Regions from separate parts of the Mus musculus genome. Here regions 2 and 3 are each linked to region 1. Evidence: chromatin contacts called from public promoter capture Hi-C data. All regions are on one chromosome and are shown on one strand. The core of a region is the stretch at or near the end of the contact, and the rest is flanking DNA. Distances in the headings are between cores, read along the strand shown.

The links. Promoter capture Hi-C pulls out the DNA fragments that hold promoters and counts their contacts.
Region 2: a contact with region 1 is called in a promoter capture Hi-C map of pre-B cells. The contact joins the promoter of Ptpn18 here to the promoter of Ptp4a1 in region 1.
Region 3: a promoter capture Hi-C map of pre-B cells shows a contact between it and region 1, with 5 times the contacts expected there. The contact joins the promoter of Fam168b here to the promoter of Ptp4a1 in region 1. A contact is called at or near these places in 4 of 39 promoter capture datasets (cranial neural crest, frontonasal cranial neural crest, pre-B cells and 1 more).

Annotation. Positions count from the first base shown.
Region 1 is chr1:30,946,476-30,951,406 of GRCm38.p6, reverse strand. It overlaps Ptp4a1 (protein tyrosine phosphatase 4a1), which reads left to right and starts at 1,652. Exons shown (of 6, transcript NM_011200.2): 1 at 1,652-1,858; 2 at 4,768-4,931. It overlaps LOC115487084 (a long non-coding RNA gene), which reads right to left and starts at 1,536. Exons shown (of 1, transcript NR_164183.1): 1 at 69-1,536.
Region 2 is chr1:34,457,750-34,462,292 of GRCm38.p6, reverse strand. It overlaps Ptpn18 (protein tyrosine phosphatase, non-receptor type 18), which reads right to left and starts at 2,547. Exons shown (of 15, transcript NM_011206.2): 1 at 2,377-2,547. The coding sequence starts at 2,469. It overlaps Gm32504 (a long non-coding RNA gene), which reads left to right and starts at 1,258. Exons shown (of 4, transcript XR_373299.3): 1 at 1,258-2,534; 2 at 2,630-2,872; 3 at 3,029-4,543.
Region 3 is chr1:34,840,224-34,844,961 of GRCm38.p6, reverse strand. Fam168b (family with sequence similarity 168, member B) reads left to right here and starts at 1,912. Exons shown (of 7, transcript NM_174997.2): 1 at 1,912-2,134.

The sequences.
Region 1 (4,931 bases), core at 403-2,902:
TTACCTTTGCTTGCTATTTGCTCAGTTATTTTAGCTCACCAAATTCCCCTTTGGAAAAGGTGTCATTATTTTTGTTTTACAGTGTTGACCAACCTTTGGAATAGGGGAGGCAGATTTAATATGCCTAAGTATGTTATTAATACAAGTTGGCCAAGCTAGTCACTAATTATTCTGCCCATGTTTTTCCAAAGCTTAAGTAACACTTACCCAAAGTCACTGGTCATATGAAAGGTTTTAGTTCTGTAATACTCAATCTGTCTTCGGTTGAGTTTCCTGGTCTGCTCAACTTCACTTTACTGTTCAAAGACTTTTCTTTTAATCTCCCTGCATTTTCTTAGGACTTACATAATTTAATTGTTACCTCACTTTACCTCTATTTGTGAAGGGATCTATGCTTCAAGTTCTTGACTTTAAATGGATCCCTGGCCAAGCAATTTTTAATGACGATGAGTTGCTTTTTGTTGTTGTTGTTGCTGTTATTAAAGGTCTGCCCCCCCCTTTTTTTAATGTACTTACGTTGCTTACAGATTGCATGTTTATAAGACATTTAAGTAACTATGCAAGGAAGTCTCTAAATAGAAGTGCTAATAAATCACAAAATTCGGTACACAATAAGAGAGAGCACAACTTATGATTTCTCCGGCCTAATGTGCAGAAAAACAGGGAACAAAAGGCCTCAGTGTTATTGGAAAGCTGAGTTCTCCAAAGCAGGTAAAGGTCCTGTTTACCTGTCCTAGACAAGCGAGCAGAAAGGGTTTTCAGATAAAAGCTGCCCTTGTATGATCAGAAACAGCTGCACTCAGGCTTCACTTAGAAGCCTAGATTAAAAGGACACTGGAACAGGACTGAAGATCAACAAAAGGGGAAAGCTTAGCTTTTGACGCAAAAACTTACATCAGCCCTTGATAAAGCCGAAGATTCTTAATTTAAAAAGAAAAAGAAAAAAAAAAAGCTTCCCCTTAGCAAAAGCTAACCTTTCATTATCTGAGAATGAGCAGCAGTACAAAGGATGCATGTGATTTCGAAATGCCACAAACGAGCCAACTGCAGTTGCCAGAATCAGCAGTTTAGGGGTGTAACCTAAAAAGAAAGGGGGTGGGGGGAGAAGAAGAAAGGCTAGGAAGCAACTAGGCTTCACGTGCCTCGAAAGAAAAAAAAAAAAAAAAATAGGGACATTTCCTGGGTTCCACCGGCTAATCTCTGCGGAGAGCCTTCCCACACGTGGAAGTGCCCGTGGTGACGAGAATCCCTAGTCCCAGACTAGGGCCGGGCTCTGGAGCGGTGAGTCAGCCGCCCAGCGGTCATGCGACATCAATATGGAGTGATGACGGAGATCCCCGGGCGCAAGGGCCAAGGTAAACCGTTGGCCAGCGCGACAGAGCTATGGCCTCGGGCTACAGGGTTCCGCCCGCCGGAGAGGCGTTCCAAGTTGAGGCGAACTCGCGGCTCTAGCGACCGGAGCGTTTGGTGGCGAGGACCAGCCAGCACACCGCGCCATTCATCAACCGGTTCGCACCGGTGGCGGCTGCCCCGAGTGACGTCTGCGTCCCGGGCCCCGCCTCGAGCCGCAGGCGTCCCGCGCCGTGATTGGCTGCCGCCTGTGCGCACGTCGCGCCGGCTATAAAGGGGCGGACTTGTGACGCAGGGGCGCCTGGGCGCGCGCATTGGCTCTGGGCTGCGGCCGGCTCGGCGACGCTCCTCGGGCAGCTCACTGCATGGTCGTCTGGTGCCCCCGCCGCCTGCATCCCCGCCGCCGCCCCGCGACGCCCACCGCCGCCTGCCCTGCCGCCGCCGCCTGCGCCGCCTCGGGACCGGCTGTATGATTAGGCCACAATCTTCAATGAGTAGACATATTCCTGTGAGTACCGCGGGCCCGGCCTTTGTTAGAGCGAGCGACCGAGGAGGGAAAGGAGGGTGGCCGGGCGACCGAAACGCCGGCGGCGGGGCCCGGACCCGGAGCGACCGGCAGGGCAGCCCAGCGGCTTTGTGCGCGTGCCACCCTGCGGCCTTTGTTCCGAGAAGCCGCGCGGGCGTCGTGGACGTGGCCGGGGCGGGGCGGGGCTGCGGGGGGACCGGGACCGGGCGCCCGGGGCCTCCCAAGATGGCCTCGGTGGCCGCCCGCGCTCGCCACCGTGAACCCGTGATTGCGGACCTCGCGACTGTGCGCGCCGCTCAAGCCCGGGCTTGCCGATCGCCGCCGGGCTTCGGTAGTGGCGACCCGGTCGGCGGAGGGGGACTCTGACTCGGCCCCGAGGCGGGCTGCGCGTGGGGCGGTCCGCTCTTGGGCTGGAGCAACAGGAGCTGCTGGGCAGAACTGCGCGGCTCCTGTTGAGCGAGCAGCCCTGCACCATTCCACCGCTGGCGAGCTGAAATTTCCACGGTGTCGGAACGGTCTGTGCGGTGACCAGAGGTCTGGATTCCGGAGCTTAGGGGTCATGAATCCTATCCTGGCTTGCTTTTTTTAATTATTATTATTATTTTGCTGTTTGCTTCGTGCCGGCTAAAACGGTTGGAAAACCAGAAAATCGCGATCTGTTCCCGGAAGGAAACAGCGCTTGCACACGCGCTAGATTGGGCGCGTTACCTGAAACCTGAGTGTATTTGGAACAGAATTGGATAAAGCAGATGATCCCACAGACTGGTTTGATTCTAGAGTCTGACAGACTGAAGCTAATGCTACACACATACACACACACAAATGATCCTTTTTTTTTTTTTTTTTTTTTTTTGCTTATGGTGCATGCAATTAAAATGGGACGATCTCGTCGTGTATCTTGGCTGCCTATCATGTTGAGGTTTTGCCTGTGAGGGAGTGGGAGGATATTATTAAGAAGGATTTCGGTGGTCTCCACTGTTTTAACAGAAGTGTCCTCCAGCCACTGGGTGGCTCCACTCATTTCAAAGCAGTTCAGGAAAATTTTTTTCTTGCTGCCCTCCAGCTTCCTAATGGAACTCTTTAAAAGCTATATCGGACCTGTGTATGAATGTTCAATAAAGTGCCAAATTAACAAAAACAAGGAAGAAAAAAATTTAGGACCATTTTATATACACGGGCAAAAGATTTTTATATATGCAATATATATACATATGTATGTATTTATATATATATGTATATATATAAATAAATAATATTTTTGAGATTATTGGAGGGAGTCTGCTCTCTGAAGTATTAATCTTTACTGGTAATTTACACTGGGTTTTTTAACGCACTGAATAGATGTACTTTGTGAGGGCACGTGTCGGGAATAAGTTGTCTTGCTTGTGGTACCTCCTAGTAAATAAGAGTTTGGGGGATTAGTTCCTTTGTTTCACTATAAAAATAGTCAGGGAATTTTTGACTGATTTTTTTGTTTGTTTGTTTGTTTTTTTGTTTCAAGATTTTACTTGAGTAGTTTGCTCTGAAGGACAACGGTTGTCATTGAGTGTTCTTGTTACTAAGTGCAACTGCTTTTCTTTCCACCACAAACTGCCTAGAGTAGATAGACCTTAAAGGGTTTTGTTAATTCCCATTTTACTTCTATTGGGTTTATCTGAAAGGCTTTTATGCATAGACTCTGAAAAAGTATCGTATGACTATGAATATACTAGTTGGTGCTGGCACCAATCTGCTTTAGCTTTTTTAAGGAGGAACTTATGGAAATGTATCTGTCAATGATCATAGTTATGGTTACATTGTTTGAGACCATTAGAAAGTCTTGATTTCCTCTTTTCATATTTGAATTGGATTTTAGCTTTGCAGCAGAGAAGTGGAATTGGAGTTTTAAAATAGCAAAAAGATAATATTGTGTATATTTTATTTGAACTTGTCTTAAGTAGGATATGTTTGAAGATCTAAGTAAGTCCATAAGTCCGTATTTATAAGAGCCAATCTGATCCAAAGAGATGGCATAAAAATTCTTAGGATCTTTTAAGAAGGAGATTGCTTACAGTTTCACTTAGAGAATTATCCTGCAGTGCAATGTGGTTTATAGAAACAAGATGGCCTGGCATTCTAGGCAGCCTCCCTACTGATGAGTCCTAGCGTCTTGTTTAAGTCTGATCGATTGGGATGGAACCCACCCTCCCTCCCACACACTTCACTCCAGAGGTTAGTGACAGTGCCAATTGCAGACTGAGAAGCTTTACCTAAAGCTATAACTGTGCTTACACTATTCTTAAATGTAAAGGAGCTGCTACAAAATACAAAAAGGCAGGCCCCCAAATTTAAACTTTAGAGACTAAAATGTAAAGGGGTAATTGCATTAAAAGTGTTTTTGTTTTGTTTTGTTTTGTTTGGAAGAAAAGCCATACTCCTTACTTTGAACCCAGTAGCTTAATAACATAAAATATGAAATCAGAACTAGTGGGCAGTTGAAATCACTGTCTGTGAATTCTGCAAGCGTCAGACCACATGGCGTCTAGAGTAGTGTCTATGAACAGCAGGCTAAGGCAGTATAGAAGACACAATTCGGGCCAGAATAAAAGTGTAAAGAGAGACGGACTAATTAATTAAATCCATGTGTCTAGATGTGTAAGTGGAATTCCTATGTAGCTGTGACTCTGAGTTCTTGATTGTTGAGAGCTTCACTTTAATGGGCTTGTGATTGCTCATTTTAGGCCTATTGATTTAAAATGCAGTAACCTTGAATTTTGTAATGCAAGTAAAAGTCAAATTAGCTTGTCTCTAATTTGAGCAGCTGTGTACTTAGTGGAAAAAGCATGACATATTCCTTTTGAATTAGAAAATAACTTTTTTTCCCTTTCTTGCTTTCCTTTTCTTCTAAACAGCAGTTCTGTGGTGTTCTCGGTCACACATTTATGGAGTTTCTGAAGGGCAGTGGAGATTACTGCCAGGCACAGCACGACCTCTATGCAGACAAGTGAACTGTAGAAATTCATTACTACTCCACCAAGAAACCCCCATAAGAGTGGATAACCTGGACACAGGCGTG
Region 2 (4,543 bases), core at 1,298-3,797, 3.5 Mb before region 1:
CAGAAAATTGTCCTCTGACTGTACATAGGTGCTGTGGCATGAACAAGACCCCCACCCCCAAAACAAATTAAACTGGGGCCAGGGAGATGCATCAGTGGGTAGAGGTGTTTGCCACCAAGCCAGATAACCTGACTTTCACCCCAAGGTAAGATAGAAGGGTAAAAGTAGCTCTCATGGTTGTCCAGTTCCCCCAGAACATGTGTGCACACATATAATTTAAACAAGTTCAAAGTCATCCTTGGCTACATATTCAATTCAAGACCGGCCTGAACCTGTCTCAAGACCCTGTCTCAAAAAAATAATAGGGCTTAGAAAAGATGGCTAAGTGGTTAGGAGTGCTTTCTGCTCTTATAGAGAACCAAGTTTGGTTCCTGGCACTAGCACTGGCCAGATCACAAGTGCTGGTACCTCCAGCTTCAGGGATTCAATAGCCTTTTCTAGTCTCCAAGAGTATCTATATACACACATGCATACATACATATATAGCTACATGCGCCAAATAAAAATTAAAAATACTTTAAACAAGGTACAGCATGACAATATGCTATAGATATGAGGTATAACATGTAGGAAGATGCTATAGGTGCTTTATAGCTGTTGCATTATTATAACTGGTGAAGAGTACCGCTCTTATCGGGTGCTCATATTTGCAATGACTGGCATTGTGTTTGGGCCACCATTCCAAAGTGGTTTACTTATGTTGGTCAGGTTTTTCCAGCCCCCAGAGACACCTTCTTCCTGTTTATGCATATCTTCTTGCTTATAAAATGTATACTTTATGCTAGTAGTTCTTCTGTTACAGCATTTACATATGAAAATTATCTAGACTCACATTTAACCTGTCCATATGCTTGTGTGTATATTTACTTACTAACTTAATACATTTGGTTTGGGTTTTTTGTTTGTTTGTTTGTTCGTTTGCTTGCTTTTTGGGTTTTTTGGTTTGGTTTGGTTTTAGGTTTGCGAGACAGGATTTCTCCGTGTAGCCCTGGCTGTCCTGGAACTCACTCTGTAGACCAGGCTGGCCTTGAACTCAAGAGATTCACCTGGCTCTGCTTCCCAAGTGCTGAAATCAAAGGTGTGTGCCATCATCACCCTGCTATAAATTTGGTTCTTATTAATGTTTGTTGTATCTGTTGTGGTGTTTGGTTGCTTTGTTGGGTTTTTGTTTGTTTGTTTTGCTTATTTAGTTAGTTGGGGTTATTTTTTTTGTTTGGTTGGTTTTTTTATTGTTTTAGAGACAAGGTCTTCCTACATATCCCTGGCTGTCCTGGAGTTCACTGTGTAGACCAGACTGACCTCAGACTTACAGTAACCTTCCTTTCCCTGCCTCCAAGTGCTAGGATTAAAGGCATGCACCACCACCAGAGTTTCACTGTTACTGGTTTACATATTGGCCTGTGTAAACTATCTTTTTCATTCTTTGAAACAATCTCCAGAGTATTCCAGAGTGGTCACAAAATTATGTAATTCAGGCTGGCCTTGAACTCATGGTTATCCCCCGGTTTTAGGCTACCAACTGCTAGAATTACAGGCATGTGCCACCATGCCAGGCTGTAAGTGATCATTTAATGTCACACTTATTTTTATATCATTGTCATTTACATTTCTAAGTTTGAGATAGTGTATTACGTATTTGGATCATGTCACTCTATTTAAAATACGTCATTACATGTTGTGTGCCATGGCTGTTGAGTGGCAGTAGCTCTCACAAGCTTGATTGGCCCGAGGTAACGTTTACAACCTTTGTAAACCATGTTAAAGGCAGGTGCATACAGTTAATATAGCCAGTGAATACCCAACGCGTGCTAGGTGCATCTACCCAAACCACCTAATTTTCAAACCGGCTTGTCTTTTATCATTCACAATTCAAAACAGGTGAAAATGAAGTCAGAGCTCCCAGGGCCACAGTTCTGAAAAGCCCTAGGATAGACTGGTAACGCGAAACCTAGGCTAGGCTACAAGTTTCCTCGTTCCTCTTTCTGCTGCCCCAAACCACTTCCTCCCTGGGATTACAAGGTGACCCAGGAGTGGCCCGGGTTGGGGACTCGAGTCCAGCGCAGGTGTGTTGCCTCCCTCCACGGCGGAAGCCACGGCCCCGCTAGGGAGAAGATTGCACCGGGAGCTCGACACCGACACCTGAGTGTGTCTGGCTCCTCCTAAACAGTAGCCGTCTTCACCCTCTGGGCACCTGTGGGCAAAGTGCGGAAGGCTGGGAGAGTCAGGGTGAGAGAAGTGCGGGAAGAGGAAAGCCGAGAGCAGGAGGGAGGAGACGCCCCGGGAGCTGAGAGGAAAAGGCAGAGCTTTCATATTGCACAGGTGGACAGCCGTGGGGAGCGCCTGGCTGCGAAGCTTGATGGCTGGAGTGTCACTCACGCTGAACTCACGAGCGAGGATTGCCCCCTCCCGGTAGTCCCGGGCCTCCAGCTGCTCCAAGAAGCTCCTCACCAAGTCCGTATGGCGACTCATGCTGCGACCCGCTCTGAGGTCTCCCACAAGGAGTGATCCGACTCCGAGAATTTAGCCACTGCGAGGTGGGGCCTCCATTCCAGCAGCCAATGAAGACCGGTAATTGGCAGGCTCCTCGGCCAATGGCACTAGGAGTTCACTCCGTTCGTCCCGCCCATAGGTGCTGGCTGCCACCGCAGCCGAACTGGCCGTCCAAGTAGCTGCGGGTCCCGCAATTCCCCACTGGCGCCTCGGGTGCTTCGGCTGCCGTGAAGCTGGTGGAGTCCGCACGGAACGCTCAGTCCCATTGGCCTTTCCAGGGGGATGGCTGCGCTCTCAATCTCGCAGGCCGGGTTCCCAAGGTTGCTCCGGAGTCCTGCGAGCGCTGAGGTTCACAGTCGTGCGACAGCGGAATATGAGAGAGGTCGGGGACTTCGAATAAATATATTCCCTGCACTTTGCTCTGGGAAAAGGCCTATTTCTGAGGGTAGGGGGTGTGATTTCACTTTTGGAACCTGCTGGAAAAGCGGGGACACCAGGATTCAGTCCTAACTTGTGGATCTTAACCCATACCCCTCAGGGAGGAAGAGACTAGAGAGGCATTGGGAGGAAAAGTGGTCTCAACACTCACTCCGTCCCCCTTCAGGAGTTTGAAGAAGATCTTATGCTGAAGCTCCTGGGGTCCTGGAGACTAAAGACTGGAGAAGAGCCGTGCTAAGGTTTGTAGCTGAATTGGTAGAGTGCCTGTCCCAGCATTCACAAGGTGGAGGCAAGAAAATCAGAAAGTCAAGGTCACCCTAGCTTACATTGTGAATTCAAAGTTAGCTTGTGATGAAATCCTGTCTCAAAGTTAAAAAAAAAAATGGAAGAAAGGAAGGAAGGAAGGAAGGGAGAGAGAGAGAGAGAGAGAGAGAGAGAGAAAGGAAAATGTTTTAATGATGGTGGAATGGTTCAGTAGGTAAATGCCTTGCCACTAAATAAACATGACAACCTGGATTTGATACCTAGGACCCACATGGTGGAAGGAGAAAATCGACTCCAGAGTGTTGTCCTTGGACAACTACACAGGCTCTATAGTGAGGGTGTATCTCCCTACACACAAAAGAAAATAAAAGGGGGTTCTTTCCAAAACAGGCTTCAGCAGATGGAGTAGCACCACCTGCAAGGGAACCAAAGAATTTCAAGCATTGCCAACTCTCTGTTGAGGGAGGGCTCTGAGGAGATCCGTTTGGGGTCGTGTGCAAAAGTAGGGCTAAGGCGAATTGAAAGTGCTTTAAGCATGCTGAGCGGAGCGGTGGTGGCACACGCCTTTAACCCCAGCACTTGGGAGGCAGAAGCAGGTGGATTTCTGAGTTCGAGGGCAGCCTGGTCCACAGAGTGAGTTCCAGGACACCCAGGGCTATACAGAGAAATCCTGTCTCGAAAAACCAAAAAAAGAAGTGCTTTAAGTCACTGGAAGATGAGTGGGATCATTGGTAAAAGGCTGTCAACTTGGTCATCACAGTGTTTAAATGAAGGAATGGATAGCATCTTTAAAAGCCAGACAAGACTTTATTGGGTTTTATCGCTAGATCTCTGTCTTACGTCACTGTGGGTCTGCCAGTGGTGGCAATGCAAAACAGCCAGATAGTATGAGGGTGATAGTATGAAAACTTTTTCACTGAAATGGGGAAGATGGCAGTAAGATGGCTCAACAGGTAAAGGTCTTGCAGCCACACCTATTAATAAGTGCTGCATCCCCTGACACACATGGTAGAAGGAAAAAAAATCACTTCCATACAGTGTCCTCTGACCTCCTTATGCCTTGTGCAGAAGCACTCAAGTAAATGTAATTTTTTTAAAAAATGCTAGGAGGGCTGGAGTGATGGCTCAGCAGTTAAAAGCACTGACTGCTCTTCCAGAGGACTGAGGTTTGAGTCCCAGCACCCACACAATGGCTTGCAAACACCAGAAACTTGAGTTCCAGGGGACCCAATGCCCTCTTTTGGCCTCCACAGCACCAGGCTTGCACATTGCGCAGATATACTGGCAGATACATAAAAATAAATTCTTTCTTTCTCTGAGACAGGGTTTCTTTGTGTAGCCTTGGCTGACC
Region 3 (4,738 bases), core at 663-3,162, 3.9 Mb before region 1:
TCAAGCTTGAGGCTCTCCTTATATCTCTGCCTCCAAAGTCCTGTGTCTTAAAGTTTTAACCTGAATTTTTTTGTGTGTATGTAGAGATACAGTTGACTTTTTTTTTCCATATTATTGAGACCTATTTATATGTTCTCGGCTATAACTGGTTCTTATTGGCCTCTGGAAGGTCTCAGAATACTAAAGAGATTAACCTTTTGTGGTGTTTCATTCTTAATCAAGTGCCTTTTAATTTTCCTTAAGGTGATTTCTCCAAAACATTTTCAAAATTTTAATGGAGACTGTTCTCTTTCACTAGTGGGCTCTGAGGACCCCCAGGCTTCAGTGCAAAGCTTTTTAACCTGCTAATCCCACTTCCTTGCCCCTCCAATCAGTGTTCCTCATAGGCATTGTTGGTGGCTTTTGACAAGAGAAGTTCTTTACTCCATATTTAGAAATGAACTTCCCCATGTTCTCTTCTTTTTTGTTTCCACACTTAAAAATGTATGCCTTTTTTAAAAGTTGGAATCTATTCTGGTGCATGAGTTACAGATACAGTCTATACGTTTGTGGTGGCCCCAGTACCAATAATTTAGTGATCCTTCTTCATCCTCAGCTAGTCATGTTTGCTGTGGAAAAAAAATGGTGGGAAAAGCCAGGCATGGTGGCACATGTCCTTAATCCCAGCACTTAAGGGCAGAGGCAGGCAAATCTCTGAGTCTGTGTAGCATACACAGTGTCAGCTCTCAGGCTAGCAGCCAAGACATCAACATGTAGATTTTTTTTTTGAACCTTTAAGATCCAAATAATAGCACCTAGTGATATGAAATATTTTATTAGATGTCAACTTCTCCCAATTGTTTTAGTATACTTCTGGATTTCCCATTACATTCCATTGGTTCATTATTTGTGCACTAGTGAGCTTATCGGCTGCAGCCTTTAAATATGCTTTCATATCTGATAGGAAGCTTAACTGCCCCTTTTTTACTATTCTCTATTCCCAAACATTTCCTAGCATGCATACTTGATGTTGACTTTTCTGTTTTGTGAAGCCAGTGTGGTTTGGGGCTTGCTCTAAGTGCTTGTTATTTCTTAGCTCTGTGACAGATGCAAGCTTACCGGGGTAAAAATCTTTTTGGTGGCCTTGGAACTGAAAGATCAAAAAGAAAAGAGGGTGGAGAGATGCCTCAGTGATTATTTTTCTTCTCTAGACAGAATTTTTCTGCATAGCCTTGGCTGATATCAATCCTTAGACCAAGTTGGCCTCTAACTTAGAGATCCCCCTGCCTCTGCGTCCCAAATGTTGGGGTTAAAGGCTATGTTTGCTGCTTGCTCTTATAGAGCACCTGGGTTCAATTCACAGAATGGTTCATAAACATCTGTAACTCCCTCTTCTGACCTCTGTAGGCGTTAAGCAGGTACTTGGCAGTGAACACACATTCTTGCAGGCGAAACACTCACACACAAAACGAATACATCTTTTTAAAGGGGGGTGGGGAATCCCAGAGATGGCTCAGAGAAGTTTCCATCACCACCGCACGTAGGAAAGCTAGAAATCCCCTGTAACTCCAGCTAGAGAGGATCACATGCCAGCACTCTTGTGAACAACCCCACACACAGCTACACACTTACACGCATATTAAAAATAAAATCTTAGGACTGTGCTCGGTGGCTGTCGCTTTAAGGCCAGTACTCTAGAGGTAGATGCAGGAAGAGCTGTAAATTCAAGGCCATCCTGGTCCAAAACCAAACAAGGACAAAACAGGGGAAATGCTTACAACGGGCCATAACTACTTTCTACAAGGATGTTTGCAGCCCGGTTTTAGCCGGAGCTTGAGCGGAGGCTCGCAGTCTAGGCGCGCGTCCTAGCATCCGGGCATCTCGCGCAAGCCTCTCGGGGCGCGCGCGCGCAGCTGCGTCACGTGCCCGGCGCGCCCCCGGCTGGCGCGCGGCGGGCGGAAGTGAGGTCGTGGGCTGCGGTGTCTGCGCAGCGTCGGCGGGAGCGGGGGCCGCGGCGAGGCTGGCGGGCGGGCGGGAGGCAGCGCGGGCCTAGCGGTCGGCCGCAACCGAGCGTCGTCTGGGCACTGCCCGTCGCCGAGCCCCACGCCGTGCCGGCTCGGGCCGGCGCGCGCCGGTCCCGGAGGCTCAGGCCACCGTGAGTACGGGAAGCATGGGGGCGGCAGCTCGGGGCGGGCGGGCGGGCGCGGGCCGGAAGTGCGGCGCTTTGTGCAGCGCCTGGTCGGGCCGCGCGGGGAGCAGGGGCGCCGCTTTGTCCGCGGCGGGCCGGGGGGCGGGGCGGGAAGGTCGCGGGGCCGCCGCAGACCCGGCGATCCCCCTCTCGCTGGAAAACGTGGGCTTCGGAGGGTACCTTAGCAAAGGAAGGACGTTCCGGGCCGTGGCCCAGGTTCATCTGAAAAAAGAGAAGGACGACCTGCCAGCGCGTCCTCGGCTGGGTGTTCTCTCTCGTGGTATCTCCTGCATTGTCTGAGCTGATTGTTTTAAGCACTCACGTAAACATCTTGGAGTGTTCTGCGTGCAAGGAGGTTTGCTAGTGAAAAGGTTCACATGTGCGCATACACACCTTACATTTAAAAAAAATTTAAAAAAAGAAAAAAAGGTTTGGGCAGTTCCTATGCCTTAAACTCTCCACTTCGCCTTGTGTAAGATGAGATGATTTTCTGTAGTATGACAAGATTTTAAATTAGAGTAGTTCTGGTGCAAGTAATTAGGACGGCCTTTAAAACTTCGGTAGGTCAAAGGCTAATGAGTGGTTTTCCCTTTGACAGCCAAGATTTGAGAAATCTAGGCCACCTTTCCTAATGCCGAAGCTACTGTGGTGGAAATCGTTGAAGGGCTTGCTTTCTTTAGTCTTTGTATAAAGCTGGCTCATTTTTTTTTTTTCGGTAGTGTCTGTAGTTTACTCGTGCAGCATTTTTGGAATGTTTTGACATGTGAGAAAAGCTTTACGGGTGTTAAAATTAATTGTAACCAGAACCAAATGAAAGTTAAGGTCTAGTAGGCGGGGGCTTCAGGGTTTTGAGTTGCTTGTCTCTGCATTCACCTAGGAGGTGTTGAGAAGCGGTTGATAGAATTGCCCTTCTCCTGACCTCCTGCCCCTAAGGGTGGAAGTGACCGTCTGTATAAGGCCAGTGCCTGGAACCCAGGAAGGAGGAGGAAACCGCTGGCTGCTGTTACTGGACTTTTCTCCAGTCTCAGATTGGTTTGGGCTAGCTCTACACCTGCCTTTCTGTCCATTTTAATGTTAGACAGAGATGAGAAGAAGAAGAAAAAAAATGCATGTTAAAAATAATTTTCGAAGGTCCTATGGTTTAAGGGAGTTGTCTTCCTAGCTTGTCTTATAGACGGTTAATTTTTATGGCCCAGCTGAGAACAGTTTCGAAGCATGAATGTGTTAGTGTCTCAGTAGTGATGCCTGGCTTCTGTCTGTGTTCTGTAGTTTTGTTTGTTTGAGATCAGACTTCTCTACAGAAAAGCCCGACGTTGTCTGGGAAGGGCACAGACAGCAGTGAATGCTGAATTTGGTGGACTAGAGAGTTTTCTTGCAAGACTACTCTCCTTGCTATCAGACATAAGGAAAACTTTCCAATGCTGATATTTTTCTAATCAATCTGTAATTTACTTATTTAAGCATCTATCTCTGGGATAGAGACAGTTACAGCACCATGAAATTCGTGTTGATATGAAACACTAGTAAGACCTTTAAAATGTTGCAGTTACCACTTCAGCTCAACACTAGTGTTTATGTTTTAAAACTCAAACTATGGACTAGAGCTATGGCTGGGCAGTTGAGAGTGCTCCGTGGTCATGCAGAACCTCCAGTTCTTCTCCCAGCACTGTTTTAGGCAGCTCACAACTCCCTGTAACCCGGGTCCAAAGGATCTGACACACACACACAGCATTCACTCACAGGACACAAGCATAAATATAAATAATAAAAAACTATCCTGAGAACCTTAATCGGGAGGGTCTATTTTGTAATTATATCTTTTTCCCTCCTGGATCTGAGGACTGAACCTGGGGCCTTAAGTACTCTACCATTGAGCTAAATCTCTAGCCTCATTAAACACAAATTCTTTTTAAAAAAGAAAGACAGACAGACAGACAGACCTCTCATTTTAACGATGTGCTTGTGATGTTGCTGTTACTGTTGAGGGATTTGTGCAGTCTTTATGGGTACGGTTGGATGGTTTGTTCTGATGCAGGCATCAAACCACCCACAGCATTCCCACAGTTGAGTAAGTTCAAATGAGAATCCTAGGAACTCTGGCCCTGCAGTCAATGTGGATGCTTTGTCCACACCAGCTCAGAGTAAGGATTGGTGGCTGCTGTGTGACCAGTGGCACAAGAAAACCAGGTGCTGCTCCAGGTGTCTCTTTGCTTATTTGTTATGCAGGCATAAAAGTATGGGTGGGAGGGACGACACTCTTTGCAGCCATGTTCCTCACATACTGAAGTAAAGTTTACAGTATTTGCCCTTTTTAAGGAAGTACTTTAAAGTGTAGGTATTCCCATTGCTACATCCTTTTGTAGTCTAACAGTTTACATATTGACATATTGTCTCGGGGCTGTACTACTGTGAACAGACACCTTGACCAAGGCATGTTTTATAAAGGACATTTCATTGGGGCTGGCTTACAGGTTCAGACGTTCAGTCCATTATCTTCAAGGTGTGAGCAGGGCAGGATCCAGGCAGGCATGGTGCAGGAGGAGCTGAGAGTTCTACATCTTCATCTGAAGG